3 separate regions of the Mus musculus genome follow, and regions 2 and 3 are each linked to region 1. A link is a contact called in public promoter capture Hi-C data. All regions are on one chromosome and are shown on one strand. The core of a region is the stretch at or near the end of the contact, and the rest is flanking DNA. Distances in the headings are between cores, read along the strand shown.

What was found. Promoter capture Hi-C pulls out the DNA fragments that hold promoters and counts their contacts.
Region 2: a contact with region 1 is called in a promoter capture Hi-C map of pre-B cells, with 7 times the contacts expected there. The contact joins the promoter of Capza2 here to the enhancer-like site in region 1. A contact is called at or near these places in 5 of 39 promoter capture datasets (the C10 cell line, liver and pre-B cells), 2 of 484 Hi-C or Micro-C datasets (B cells and pre-B cells), 3 of 115 datasets of contacts at active chromatin or transcription factors (astrocytes, large pre-B cells and pro-B cells) and 2 of 9 other capture datasets (adipose tissue and liver).
Region 3: a contact with region 1 is called in a promoter capture Hi-C map of pre-B cells, with 5 times the contacts expected there. The contact joins the promoter of Cav2 here to the enhancer-like site in region 1. A contact is called at or near these places in 3 of 39 promoter capture datasets (liver and pre-B cells).

What each region holds. Positions count from the first base shown.
Region 1 is chr6:15,743,249-15,748,400 of GRCm38.p6, reverse strand. The region is part of intron 3 of Mdfic (MyoD family inhibitor domain containing); the gene reads right to left. Among named protein-coding and RNA genes, the nearest start is that of Mdfic, 25 kb to the right of the region's middle. Within about 2 kb of position 2,325, at least 50 of the 459 cell types and tissues checked have an H3K27ac peak or open chromatin away from gene starts, as enhancers often do. A contact at or near this core is called in B cells, adipose tissue, astrocytes and 2 more, where this site is marked.
Region 2 is chr6:17,634,825-17,639,976 of GRCm38.p6, reverse strand. It overlaps Capza2 (capping protein (actin filament) muscle Z-line, alpha 2), which reads right to left and starts at 2,967. Exons shown (of 10, transcript NM_007604.3): 1 at 2,817-2,967. The coding sequence starts at 2,855.
Region 3 is chr6:17,278,000-17,283,151 of GRCm38.p6, reverse strand. Cav2 (caveolin 2) reads right to left here and starts at 1,967. Exons shown (of 3, transcript NM_016900.4): 1 at 1,642-1,967; 2 at 1,070-1,257. The coding sequence starts at 1,791.

The sequences.
Region 1 (5,152 bases), core at 1,076-3,575:
ATCTAGACAAAACACCTTCCTTTCTTATCTCAGTTAACTCAACAGTCTTATCATGATTTATGGAATTCAGTCCTTTTCATTTCTATTTACTCCCCAAAGCATTACAAAAACAATCTTCCAAAAATAAGTTCAGATTAAAACAGCATAAACCTTATGAGGTCAAAACTCCAACACCATCAGTCTTCACCTAAGGAAGTCTTTCCCTGCCATCGCTCTCTTCCTCTAAATCCCACACTTTATGTCCCAGTATATGCAAAACTGGGACTCCATTCAACTCTTCCCTCTTTTATTTCTAGATCCAAAAATGTGCTGTGCTTTTGACTTGTACCAACACACACACACACACACACACACACACACACACACACACACACACACATCCTGTTTTAGTTATCTAAACCATTTTGGTAGAATCACAGGCATGGCTTCCTCATGGCTTCCCTCTGCAAAGCTCTGTCTGATGCCCTTCCCATGTCAGGACTTGGATTTCTCCCATGTAAACCTACAGTAGCCCTGCACTTTTCCCTAAGGTATTGCTAACACAAGCAATCATCTCAGGAAAAACTGTCTCTCTCACAAGATCATAAATTTCACATGCAAAAGCTACACCTGCATAGATCATGACTCGATCCCCACCGTAACTCAGTAGTAAACAAAACCATCATAATGTGTCCTTTCAAAGTTTTAGTTCAAGTCCTAATCCCAAAAGTTTCATATTAAACCAATCTACAAACAAATGATTAATATCTGTACAAGTTCTCAGAATTTTCAGATGCAGGAAGTTTGAGGTTGGAGAACTGAAATTATCTACACCACAGCACTTGTGGTCTTGATAATTAAATGCTATTCATTTCTTCAGAGGTTAACATTTTTTGAGATGATCTCTATGATAATTCCCAGGCCTCGGTTCTTCTTAGAGGCCTAAAAAATGTACAAACGAGAAGCTAAATCTCAGGTCAGTGCTAAGCCCTATCCCCTACCTGCCCTCCAGCTCAACGACATAGCTGGCAAGGAAGGACCAAAGACTTTAGGATGACCAGGAAGAACTTGAAAATCTGTGGCAGACAAATATATGATGTAGATTAAAAGGCAAGTGACCTAGCTTATGATGAAGAACATATACAAATAAATTAGAACAAAAACAGAGGCATAAGCGCAATAATGACAACATTTGTTGTCTCGTGCGTAACTCAGGAAACTTTAACCTACAGCCACACAGTCTTCACAGAAACACCCGTGAGTTCTTAACCTGGAATTGATCTAAAGCAGTGCTTCTCAACCTTCCTAACGCTGCAACCCTTTAGTACAGTTCCTCATGCTGGACCAACCCCCATCCATAAAATTATTCCATTGCTACTTCATAACTGTAGTTTGATACTACTGTGATTCGTAACTCAAATGTGTGATATGCAGGATATCTGACAGGAGACCCCTGCGAAAGGGTTGTTCGACCTCTGAGGAGGTCTTGCCCCACAGGGTGAGAACTAGAAAAAGAAAAGAAAAATGTGGTTTGGAGAATGATGAAGAGGCACGCATGCAATCACCTATTCCCATAAGTGCAACACAATATGTTTTTACGTTCTGTATAATGGTTTATAAACATCTTGCTACTTTATAACACATTAAAGCTCTTAATCAGCTGAATGCAGCAAACCCGTGGCCATGATATCAGGAGGTCTTAGAAAACATAGTCTATATATCGTAGTGCTTCCAAGCATCTGGCTCAATGCACCATAATGAAAAGAAAAATATCTTAAAATTCATAGCTCAGCTCAAGGATAATACTAATGCACACTGATGAACTAACATACCATCCGTTCCTTCAATGGAACACAAAGTTCCTGATAGAATCCTCAAAATGACACAATGAGCCTCCTGGTATTAGGCTCCATTTGGGGACTAAGAGGAGTTGACTGATGTTAGATAACTTACTCAACACCAGTGGTAAGTAACCACTCAGTCAGGACCTTTTCCCTAGCAGTTCATTTCCACTGGCCTTCCCATACCTACTATTAAGATGTTCAACACAAAAGATGAACACTATTTAACTCCAATTAAGGGAAAGAACCCAGGGTAAGCATGGAACAATCTATCATGAAAGTGAATTGTGTCAGGAAACTTCACCTCTGCTCTAGAATAGGGGTCTAGATGGTTACAATTAACAGAGGAGGTAAATGTAGGAGAACATCCAAAAATGGCTCACCACTACACACACCCCACTGGAAACCAAGCTGTTCGCTTGATTTGTACTAACTGATGATCACATGGTGTGCTCTGGGACAATAAGCAAAGCGACTGTGCGAGTGGGTGTAAACACTTGGTCAGCAGAGTGAAGACAAAGAGTTTCCTGACAGCTGCATAGGGCAGGAAAGGACACTGAGGAACTCAGAAGTCAGAACAACTTGCTCCTAGTACTTCTCCGAGACATGAATGAGCATGAAGTGTCAGGCAATGCCTGAAATTAATAAGAAGCGTGATTTTTAATAGGCTACATCTACCAGTCCTCTCAAGGTGCTACATCAATGGGGCACAATTTTTAATTTCATATAAACCGAACTCCAAAGAAAGGCAAATAATAGTTGTTGAAATGTGCATTCAAACAAGAGAGCTGTGGAAAACTCTTAAATCAAAACCACTTCATGCTCGCTCTCTCTCTCTCTCTCTCTCTCTCTCTCTCTCTCTCTCCCTCCCTCCCTCCCTCCCATCGAAATAAGAAATGTTCTAAGTATATGACAGTATGCCCGAGCACCTGCCTTTCTTTCTGTGTTTTCCACACAGGCAGAATCCCCTGGAGTGATGGAATGGTGTTCATTAAGGGTGATCAGCTCTAAGCTGGCAGAGGCTCAGAAAAGGCATAATAGAGTTGCTAACAGCAGAGCCTGTTGATCTGGAGAGGAGACTCAGAGGATGCCAAGAGGAAGGCTTCAAGTAGGAGGGTGAGTGGCAATGGAAGGAACCGTGGCTCGGTAAGGGCGGGCAAGTGTGAATTAGAGAGCGGCTTGCATTCTCCTGCCAATTAAGTGCTTACTATTATGAGAGCTAAAACTCTTCACAATGAATAAATGGGTTAAACAGGATGGGGATTGCCGTTTAAGTAGAGCATTCTAACTCTGCTTCAGATCCTGGGAATTCTATAAAAATCACCAAGGAGAGAGTTAGCTGAACCAAACAGTTTTAATTTAATGGGAAATTTATTTTAGAAGAGAAGCTGAGAAAAATTTCTGGAGTTAAGTAGTGGCATTTAGAATTAGAGGCATTTACATACAAAGCAGTGTCCATGGATAAAGTTAAGTAACAGGAAAGACCTAGAAAATTCTGCAATAGAGACCTCAGGCACTTAAGAAGAAGAACAAAGAAAAATGTAAGCGCTTCATAGGAGATAACCAGGATAGTAGAATTTGACCTAAATTAAACCAAAACATTGTTGACACATGCTATCTGCCTGTCAATAGAGGTAGATGTGTACATAACGTACATTCACACATAAGTGCATATGCACAAACATGCATGTGAACACGTATGTATGATTCTGCATGTAGACATAGAAACATCCCCACCTATCTTAGAAACCACCCCGTGATCATTTCTTCTCAATTATAATTAAAACATGTTATGTTGCCAATTACTTTTTATGGATTTGCGTGTATTACAGATTAAATAGAAAAATGAATATTAACTAGGGTGTCACTTCATTGCAATGTCTATTTTATGAACTCAGAAAACTGGTGCTTATTAAAACAAAGCACTACTAAAAAGTATAGGTTCAAATTATGCAGCACACCATATGTCCTCCTCTAAGGAGAAAAACCGAGGTCTCAGTCCATGCTCTCGGGGAAAACAAGAAAATTATATAAATTCTAGAATCTGAAATAAATCCCCCCAAATTAAATTATACTCAAAGATATTTTCTCAGAATATGAATGGTTCTTAAGCGTTTAAGTGTCTCTTTTTAAAAATAATAAAATAGAAAGAAAGCTTTCCAACTTTAAAATTTCCCCAGAAAACCACTATTGTGCTTTAATTCTTTGCTAATTTAAGACTTTAAAAAAAAAAAACAAACATAAGTAGCTCGAGCTGTCTTTTTTTTTTTTTTTTTTTGCATTTAAATTTTGTAAGAAAGATATTCACAAGGCACATTCCTGCACTAGACTCTGTGTGGCCTATTTATTCAAAGTGTTTCATTCCATATGGATTTCTTCTTTTATTTATTACTTCCAGAAAGGATTTTTTTTTCTCTAATAAGTTAGCAACTCAGGGGCAACAGATTTGAAATACAAGCCTTCAAATCACAACCCCTGGGGGGCCACCTTCCATATTTCTTCTAGAAGGACTACAGAAATGAGAAAAACTCAAACATCCGCCCAGCACAGGAGCCAACTCGGGGTGTGAGCTACAAGCAGGTGGTCCACAGAGGTCAGGGTTAAAGTTCACGGAATAATTTGGAAATAGTTCTCTGCTTGGGTCTCATCTAGGAAGCCTGAGAATACACCCTCTAACTAGAATGTAATTTCCAAAGCAGCCACTCCCTTCATTTTCCAGGGCTGTTTTATTCTCAGTGAAGAAAAGTGCAAACAGCCGCTTCACATTGCCAGATATCGGTCCGTTATAAAGTACCCCCTAAATGTCCAATAGAGAAAGCAGCAGGCTTCCTGGACAGTGGAGACAGCCAGTGAGTCACCAGCCCACAGAAACTCCTCTCAAGAGCAGATAAAGAAAACGCAGTCAGATTCAACAGTTGCTCTTTGCACTTTTGACTTATGCAGCTGAGCTATCCCATGGAGGACTGGAAAAAAGAGTGGGCTGTGCGTTTGAAACTGTTCCCACACCCCAGCCGTCTTTTTCTTTTCTTTTTCTGATGCTCTCTCCATCCGTCCAGCCAACCTAGCGCCTCAGTGGGAACACTCACATCAATTCTGTAGAAGCCAGCTGTCCTGTTCTTCCACGGCACTCAGGGAGCCACACAGCGCTCCTGGAACAGGAGCGAGCCAGAACTGACTCATGGCTTATGTTCACTTCCAGCCTTGTGGAGATTTGAGCCACCAGCTCCCTTTCCAAGGCCTATTGTTATTATAAGATCTGCTGAGTCTCCACAAGGCCCTGAACAGTAAAGCAAGAGAAACACACCCATCTCACCTAATGTGGGAAGCAGACA
Region 2 (5,152 bases), core at 1,718-4,217, 1.9 Mb before region 1:
TATGTAAAATTTACAGGGTCATAGGGCAAGTTAATGCCTTTAAGGGACTTCATTCATTGTTTCTTCAGCTAACTTTACTTCCTTATTAACACTGTGGCCAAAAGAAACTAAGCCATAAAAATCACAGTACATTCAGTCTAGTGTCCTAGATACTTTCCCCCTTTTGTTTGTTTTTGAGACAGGGTCTCCCTGTCTCAAAAGAACTCAGAAGACCAAGCTAAGCTGAAACACGTTCCTCCTGACCAGCCTCCAGGGTACTGGGGATTACAGGTATGCACCAACACCCAGCTAATCTCTTTTTGTTGTTACTTTCTGTAAGGTGGCCTCAGAACTAGAGATCCTCCAGTCCCAGTTTCCTCAGTACTTAGATTACAAATCTGCTCTGCCACACCCAGCTATGATTAATTTCTAAAATGCCTCATTCCACAGGGGCAGTAAGAAACTATATAGCAGTAGCACACAATGTTCACATTACATAAAAATAAACTAGTTAAAAATGGTGAAAACACAAGGTTACCAGTTAGCCTTTTCACTAAGTATAAAAAACAAACTTAGAACCTGATACTATAAAGAACCATTGCTTTCTTTTTAAAAATAAGCAAATTGAAAACCAATATATAACCCCAGGATAGTCCTATAATCAACTTCAAGGGAACATAATGGCATTAAGTATACAAGCAAACCTTGAATTCTGATAAACTTAGGTTTAAATTTCACCTCTGCCATTTCCCTCCTATATAAGGCCTTTAAAACCTTAATTTACTTACAGGTAAAGGATAATAAAACTATCTACCTCAAACTTAAGTTAAAAAAGAAAATAGAACATTTTTCTTACATGATAAATACATATAAACTACACTATTATACATTGTAGTACCTCCCCTTCTTTAGACCTGCAAAACTGAAATGTAAAAAGTATTTAAAACTTACTCCTGAAAAATCACAAGCAAGGAAATAAAATAGAGAAGCATGATTTAAGAACTGGTCCTAAAATATCACAATTAAATCCATTTCTGATCTATATGGAACACCTTCCTAAAACAGTACAAGTCTACTGGGAAATAAAAGTGACAAAATATTGTTTTCCATTTACTGGTTATTTAAATTTCACTAGAAAGTTTAACCACTGATCTCTTAAATTAGAAAATACTGTTATAAAAATCTGTATGTGAAGTTACTACAGAATATTCCTACCTATGTCACAAAAAGATGCTAAATCTAAGCTTAAAATTCTCATTAATTTGTTTCCAACGTTATGCCAGCAGGTGAACTCATACACTACTCTGTAAAACTCAGCACACTGGGTGTCAAGGAATCTTCTCATTTTATTTTGAAATTTCCGGGCCTTTCCAACAACATGGCAAATCTACATTAATTCCCACCCTAACAATTCTCTTCTCACTATCTTCCAAGCCAATTGAGCTCCTCCTAATAATTATATGAAAGTACACAAAACATGAAAAAAATCGCTTCAAGAACTTTGAATCTGAAACGCTATTTTTCTTGTAATGCGCTGGTATATTTTCAATAAATAGCTTTAAACTATTCAATGCTACAAATGTAAACACTGTACAGCAACTTTTAGCGACTTAGGGTCTAATTCTGTGAATTAAAGTAAGGTATGCTTGTCCCCATTTTGTTAAGTTATCACCATTTCATCCAAGGGCACAAACGAGAAAGCCAGAACACTTCCAAAACCATAAAAGAGGCTGAGTTCTGAACAACCAAAGAGAAAGAGAACACTAATTCTGGTGCAGTATAAAAGGAGAGGGTCCCAACTGAAAATATCCTTAGTGTTTCTCTAACACCCTACTAGAACTGAGTTCTGTTTCCCACATGGGTGTACTTCATTTGGAACTTAAAAACAAGCTAAGATCAGACATTTCCAAAGGGCAGCACACTCATATGTCAGTTAAGTCTAAGTTTGAAAAAAACGTCCCGGTCTTTTCCAGAAAATACTCAAAACGTATGGCGTTCCCCCTCACACTACTTGCCCCTTGGTACGCGGTCTCCTCAGTCGCCAAAGAAAATGGGCAAGAGCCTTAGTTCAATGATCAGATTTCGTATCACAAATGTGAGAACTTGAGTCGTGCATTTGGTCCTAATGCTGTCACAGCATTTAACACACAGTAAAAGGAGTTGCACCCGCTCGCCCTCTTCAGAGTTGGTCCTATCAGGAAGATGGGATGTCACCAAATCTGCCCCAAGAGGGGGAAGCAGCCAAGTTGGGCAGAAAATAACTATGGGAGGGAGGGGTGTCTTTGTGAACAATACTGCCTTCCGGGGAACATGGGAGCAGCAATTAAAAAAAAAAAAAAGGTAATGACAATATTAATAAAAGAAATAGATGGCGGGGGGTGGGGGGGAAGGGGCGGGATGTGGAGACGGCGACCTCCGGAGGGAAGGAAACACCCTGGGGAACCAGGAAGCACTTCGCGTTGGGGAGGAGAAACTGCAGGAAAAAGTGAGGGTCGGCTATGCCGTCTTCCCCGCCCGCCCGCCTCACGGCGAAAGCCCCAGGCCAGGCGGCGCCGCTCCGCCGTCGGCCGCTCCCGAGCCCGGACCCCCAGGGCCGGGTCCCGCCGCCCCCGCTCCCGCCCGCGGCCGCCGGGCTCCGCTTCCTATTTTCGGAGCACACACCCTACAAGGAGCGGAGGGGCCCGGCCTCGGGGAGCCCGGGCAGCACCCCGCTCGGGAAGCGCAGGCGTGCGGCCCACCACCGGAGCCCGCCCGGGGTCAGACTCCGGCCCTCGCGCCTCGGCACTCACCTCTCCCGCCCTCCCGCCCGCCCGGCTCCTCACCGCCGCGGCACCTACCTTCTCCTCATCGGACAACTGCTCCTCCAGATCCGCCATCTTCCTTCTGGCGACAGACCGTGGCGCTGGTGGCAGCAGCGGCCACCTGACTTCCCCCTTTCCGAGCGGTCTTCCGCGCCGCGCGCCCCCGCCAAGGGAGGGGCCCCGCCGCCCAGGCCGCCGCGCACGCGCCCCGGAGCTCCGCCTCCCGGGAGCCGAGCCACTGCGCACACGCCTGGGAGCTCCGCCTCCTCAGCCTAGGCCGCCGCGCACGCGCCCCCGGAGCTCCGCCTCCCTCCCCCTGAGCGCCGGCCTGAGCGCCGCTGTGCGCGTGCGCAGCGCCTCCAAAGTGGGATTGCTATGGTTATCTTCTGTCATCCTGCTCTGTCTGGTGCCTTCTCTAGTCAACGATGACCATATGGACCCGGTTGGCGATGAGTACATTCTGAGCCCATGACTTTGTTCCCACCAAGTCCTGAACGCTGCCAGCTAAAATGTGAAAAGCTGTACCAATTTAAAACATTTTTAAGTATTAGGAAAAATACTGTTTTAATTGAAATAGGCACACACAATCCAGTCCATAATTGAAAGATTACTTTTGATATATTCATTTATTCATCCGAAAAACATTTATTGGTCTTTTATGATAGGAAGACTATTTTGCTAGTTCTTAGGAATAAGAAATGTAGATTTAAAAACCCAAACAAACAAAAATCCCAAAGAAAATGCTCTTAAGCTCACCTCTATTAATTAGACATTGAGTTAGGGAAGGCATTGTACTCCTGGAAAGTAAAAAAAAAAGAAAAAAAAGTTAAGTTAGCCTTGGATCTGTACCCTCATGAACTGGCTGTCCAAACTACTTACAGGTCATCCAGTAGAAATTTCAATTTCATACAACCAATTTTTAAGGTAAATGTCCCATGAAGGATTTAAAGCATTCTAAAACCATTATTTATTATTTTCAAATTTTACTGGATGTCTCCTACTTTTATTTGCTAAATCTGGCAACTCTACTACTGAAGCTTCAAGTTAAAGAAAAGGGGGGGGGGTGGAAGGTTGAAGTCAAAGCTGACACAGGAAGCAGCTGGAAATGTTGATAAAATTGAGTTGCTAGTTCAGCAGGCCTGAGCAAACCAGAGAATCTATATTTCTTACAAGCTCCCAGGAAGGAGGAGTGCTACTCGTCTGAAAACCACACTTTGTTTTTACCAAGGACTAAGAGTTTAGTTAGTAGTTAAGACTTCAATAATTAGAAAGTGAGAAGCTCTTGAGGGCATTTGGACAGTGTCACGACATGAACCGAACATGCTCAGCGGTGTCAATCTGACAGCTGTGTGTAAATGACAGGTAAGAGGACCCTAAAGAGCTCAAATAGCTATCTGGGTCCAAGAACACTATCATTAAGTGACTTACTAAAGTGTTCGTTTGCAGAGAGCAGGAAGAGGAAGCTGACATGTGCGGGAACTGAAAGTGTCCAGTTGAAGACAAACCCGTGGAGACAGCATGCAAGTTAACAAAGAACAGTGTCTGACCAAACCCCTCAGGAGCTACAAGTCAATATCAGTTCCCTCTTTTATAGTTCCTAAATCCTTGCTTTATTTATTGCTCCCTGCCATTGTAAGTGTAAGTATTACTGTTCGTCCAAACCAAAGCTCAGGAATTTATCCAATGCTACATAGCTCGAATACGACTGAATCCTAGGCATTTTGTTCAACATCCCACATTCTTTCCACTGTCAGAACTTTCTCCCTTTCTCCACAGAATAAAACTTAATGGAGGTGCCTTCTCTGGCATGCCAGCAATCCAGTTCACAGCACCTTCTTCAACAGTATCTGGGACTCAGGGTTTCCCCACCAAGGTTGCTCCTATTTACTTAGCATTTTATGTCTTACACAGTGGGTTCTTGGTGAATGTTGCATAGCTAACTTACTGGCAGCACTACCCTTTAGAAGCCTCATTGAAAATCTTGTAATGTTTTGCAATAATCTGAGTCAGAGTATGTTTCTAGCCGTGGGTTTGGTGATATTTGCATATGGTTCCCATAGCAATTTAAAAAGCAGTAAATTATGTATAATGTCGAATAGTCCCTATAGTAATCTCTAAACACTACCTTCTTGATACAGCTAAAGGGATTCGCAGAATTTAAGTGACATGTATTTGGAAGAAACTTCAGCAAGTATAAATAAGAAGTGCTTGTTACAAGACTGCACTAAGAAACATGCCAGTATCCTTGCCTCTGGTGCATCATAATCAAGAGATAAGCAAAAGTTTCCCTGCACAGTTCTATCAACATGAGAATTTCTATCTCCTTTCTCTTTTTTTAAAAAATAACTTTTATTTATTCCTTGAGCATATTA
Region 3 (5,152 bases), core at 718-3,217, 1.5 Mb before region 1:
CAACACTGAGCACCTAATAGGCTTGGTGTGCAGAACTAGTGAGCTAACACAGCAAAGTGTACCTCGAGACTGAAAGAAGGAGTAAGTTGGATAACTCTTTGAACACTGAGACTGCCCTGGGATGTGGCAATGCCCCATGATGTGAAAAACTAAACGGTGGTATCTAGGGTCACACGTGTCACCAGGACCACCTTGAGGTACCAGCGTGAAAACTATTGTGACATTGGGGATGATTCTTTGAATGAAGTGGGTAACCTTTAACACAAAAAACATTTCTTGGAGGAGTGGGCTAGTTCCCTTAAGACAAGTTTGAGTGCTTAAAAAAGCTTATGATGCATCTTGAACGTGAATAACTTTACAGACATCCCAACATTCGATTGGTTTCCATATTTCTTTTTCTTGTAACTAGATGGCATTTGTGTGTGTGTGTGTGCTTCATAAGTGAAACAATAATGTAATGGCCTATCCCCTTGTTTCATAGCTTAACATTTTATTTGTTCGTGGTAGATGTTCAACCCAATCATTGTAAACACTCCTGTCTCCCCTGGGTTCATGGCTGCCATTTACCAATAGCAAGACTTGAGTGGCTCAGTTCATAGCACTGTTTTACTAAAGTCTGCCCTTCTCCAAGGGTCAGAATGTAAGCGCTGTTTTCTCTGAGATCAACGTTTGTTTTGCCCAAGCACAGATGGTGACTGAATAAAAGTCAATGAAAGGAGGAAAGGACCTGCCCAGAACCACAGGCACGAGTCACAACAGGCCCTGGAGAGAGCAGCCTATGACAGGAAGTGGCCTTCCAGCCCCCACCTCCACACTCAGCTCAGCCTTCTGCATGGAAGGAAAAATCACACCCAGGAAAGAGGCCCTTGCTTCCTTCTGTTTAAACTCTCAGCCGGGACTATTATTCTAAAGAAAGCACACTGCCCTTCAAGATTTCTCAGGTCTTGTTACCCTTGGGAACTAATGTAAGCGTTTTCTCTGCAAATGGGCCCTGGGAAATAGGAAGAGCAGAGAGCAGGTGGCAAAAACTTCTGTAAGCTTCAGAATCAACCCATGTGTCCCCTCTCACCAGATGTGCAGACAGCTGAGGGTAGCAAACAGGATACCCGCAATGAAGGCCAAGGGGATGGCCAGAAATACGGTCAGGAACTTGTACATCACATATTTGCTGATTTCAAAGAGAGCATGGCTGCAGATCCACACTTTGTCAAAGGAGTGTGTAGTCTCAGGCTCTGCAATCAGATCCTCGAAGCCTAGCTGCAGAGACAAGATGCAAGGACTCATGACGTCATCCAACCTGTCGGGGATAGGGTCGGGGTGGGGAGGGAACGAAGTTGGTGGGGGTGGGGGGTGTGGTGGCAGAAGCACTCTAAGAAGGGGAAGTCCGAAGGAAAGGCGACCTGGCTAGAGTATCTTCAGCTTTTCTTAGAGTGACACTGGGCACACAGGAGTTGGACACTGTGTGGCTGTTCAGGGAGCCTGAAGGCTGTGGGACCAGGGCAGAGTGCCAATGGAACCAGCATTAGCAATGGGACCAACCCCCACTGTTGGGGAGAAGGTCAAGAGTCATCCTCCTGCAGCATACAAGGGACCCTTAGCAGCCTCCAGCCTAGATGAGTGATAGCCCAGCCTGAAACTCACCTTGAGATGAGAGTTGAGCTGGTGAGGATCCCGGTCGTGACTCGAGTCAACATACTTCTCAGGATCTGCGTAGTCAACGCCACTGTGGTGGCTGTAGGCGTCATCGGCCATGAAGAGCTGCACATCGGCCTTCTCGGTCTCCAGCCCCATCGTGGCTGGCGTTGCAAGAGTGGCTCGGTCGTTCGGTCCCTAGGCAGCCCTGCCTCCCCTTCCCGTGGCGCTCAGCCCCGCCCCGCCTGGCTTCGCCCTGCCTAGCCTCGGGCTGCCCGGGCGGCGGCCGCTTCCCGCTGCCGGTTCCCGCTCCCAGCCTTGGCTGGCCGAACCCCGCCCCGCCCCGCCGGGCCTGCGGGGAGGGAGGGCACCTCTCCAGTTGTTTGCCAAAGCCCCAAGGAGCCCGGGGAACCGGCTCGATGAGTCATCTCCTGGCTTGGTGAAGCCGGGCAAAGCAGACCTCCCGGGCCACTTGGCTTGCAGTCCGAACAGGGATGCTTAAAGGCAGACAGATTGGTCAGGGAGGTGTGTGTACTGGAAGAAGGTCTGGAGGTGCTAGGGGGCAAGCATTAGGGAAGTCTACATGCATCTACTGGTTGGATTAGAGTTGTGGCACCTGCTCCTCAGAGCTATCCTGAGAGAATGAGATGTTAATTCCTAACTTTTACTTGGTCCCCAACTCACAGCAAGCATTGTAGCTGAATCGTGAGGCTAAGGCGTACCTTGTTGATAGATAATGGACTGCAGCAGCCCTTTCGTTTTGTTTTTGTTTCCCCAGAGTTGGTTATGTAAGTTGTTATAGGAGTTTGTTGCCATCATACCCCAAGGATAGGTCTGCTCTTCTGCCTCCAAACTACAACTAACTTTGGATTTTCCCTTAAATCAGGATTTTGTTCAAAGACTGCAGGAACTAATGCCGTGCAGACAGGTCTGTAATGCCATCGTAGGAGCAGCATAAACAAGCATATAACTACATCATGGTACATGGATAAGCCCGCTGACCATTCTCTCAAGAGCTTCAGTAGGGAGGAGTTGGCATAAAGAGTTTGCCATCTGGTAACCTAAAACTTTGCCTGCGCGAAATAGGAACTTGGTGAGTATAGATATGGAATGATGCTTTCAGTTTGCCCAGACCCCAAACTATAGTACCAAAGAATGGGCATTGCTCTGGACAGCCGGCTTTAGAGCCTGCTGCACAAATCAAATCCCTTGTAGGAAATGGATTTGAAGGTTTCTTTGGAAAAGGAAAGGCTATTTGGGGAGTAATACAAGTTACAAAACAACCAACTAAACAACCTGGGAACTGATCGGAGAACATATTTGGAAGGCAAAACTCTAAATGTCATAGTTGAATAGGGAGTGTATCTTCTTCCACTGCAGTGTGTGGGTCATCATGTCAGTAATGCAGAATGGCGCAGGGTTGAATCCCACGTCCTGGAGGCTTCTTCTCTCGCCCCCTCACCGAGTCCCGTTACTCAAGCTTCCCCCTCCCCCTGATTATACTTTTCCTTCCTGGTTTTATTTAAATCCTTTTTAATTCGAAGGGGTGGTATAGGCCTTACACTCACTGTTTTCTCAGCACTTCACCATCCTGCATTCATTCGGACTTTCTGAGAATCAGATAGGGTCTAGATGCTACGCCCGATGGCAGGAGTTTGAAGGGGAGGCCTTCATGTTGATTTCCAGGGTTTGGAAGAGACAGTTTAGATCCATTTAATCTTTTTGTAAAGCTTACATTTCCTCAAAGTTGTAAGGTCTTTCTCAAGAAGAAGAAAAAGCATGGCTGCAGTCAGGGTGGTGGCCAGACATCTAACCCTGGGGCTTCATCCCTTCCAAGTCTTCCAGATACCTTCACATTTCCATTGTCCTCCTTAGGACAATTGAAAGACCTATTGCAAATAACTGCTGAGTTTTCAAGCAGTGGAGACAGGCCATGGAGAGGTAAAACTGCCATGTCTTTTATTGGGCAGTTACAGTTAAAGATTCATTTGTAAAATTATAGGTATTTATAAAAGTTGTCTCTGAAGCCCATGATAAAAATAGAACCTGACTAGAGTTGGCGTATGCCATGAAGAATTCAATAGAGAAAGACTCACATACTGACTTACTGAATATATCCCTCTACCATGGGTTGGGACTTGATGACACTCTTATTTTTAATAACATGCTTGCCCGGTTCACTATTTTAATTCAAGTTTTTTTTTAAGCCTTTCTATAAAATGATTTTGTTTATCTTCTTAGAATATTCTTATACTATGGCAGCTACCATTATTTTGAAGGGGATTAAAACAGCATGATTCTACACAGCAAAGATGGTCTTATTCATGCTAAACTGATAGATTTTCTAAGAAAGAGAAAAATTAAAGAAGATGTTGCAGCCAAATGGCCGAGTCCACACTAGAACTTCCAGTGTGCGGGATTATCCTCCAATGAGCCTCAAAAGCAATTCAATTATAAGGAAGGAGACGTTAAATTTCATATAAAATCAATGCTGGTGCTGTCTTTTTCTAGCTATTATCATGTATCTTGCCTTCTAATAAGAGTTTTAGGTGTCATATTAAAATTATGGTGGAGTACAACTTGATCATAAATTAGTATTTGTGAGTAGGATTTCGTTCCTTCATTTTCTCATTACACTGTAACAAAGATCTTTTTTGGCTTATTGTAATGTGTTTATGGATACACATATGAATAAAATCAGTTTTTCTCTTTAGTTTTCTTCTCAAATCACAAACACATCTTCTAGTGTCCCATATTGTTCACATACAGCTCTACTCCTTGGTTATTCATGGAACTGGTTATTCATGGAAATAATTTCTTGATATTTAAAGCACTTGGGTTAAAGGAGGCTTGCTCAACTTCCAAATTATTGGCATTTTCAGCCAGATCACCCTGTGCTTTGAGGGCTTATCCCAAGAACTGTACATTTAGCAACATCCCTGGCTTCTGCCTCACTAGCTGCAGATAATACTGCCCAGTCATGACAACACCAAATGTTTCCAGACATTGCCAAATGTCCCCTGAGGACCCAAGTCACCTTTCCCTGCCTTTTCTGAGTCCGAGAACCATGGAATTCACCATTATTGAACTATGTCACATGAACAGGAAAAAACCCGAGGCCTCACTGCCCACTAATAAACCCTCGCTTAAGACAAAGTTTGAAATTGTACTAATAATTTATTAGAAAACCCAATTCTTAATTGTGAAACATCTTTGTAGCTACAAAAAAGCTAAGTCCAACATTACATATAAATTTATTTTAAAAAGTTAAATATAAGGACTTTATCTATTCTTTAAGTTTTTCAAAATAATTAGCATTCAATATTTCAATATAAGATTGTTATTGTTTAAGAGATATACAGACCTATGAAGAGACTCCCAGAAGCAATGTTCAAACCTTGTCTGTTTGCCATACCCCCTACACTTTTCTTCACAAATGTATGGGTTGTTTAGATGATTATATCTAGAAAACGATAAATTTGGGGATGTCTTGATCCTTCATATTTCATCTTAAGACCAT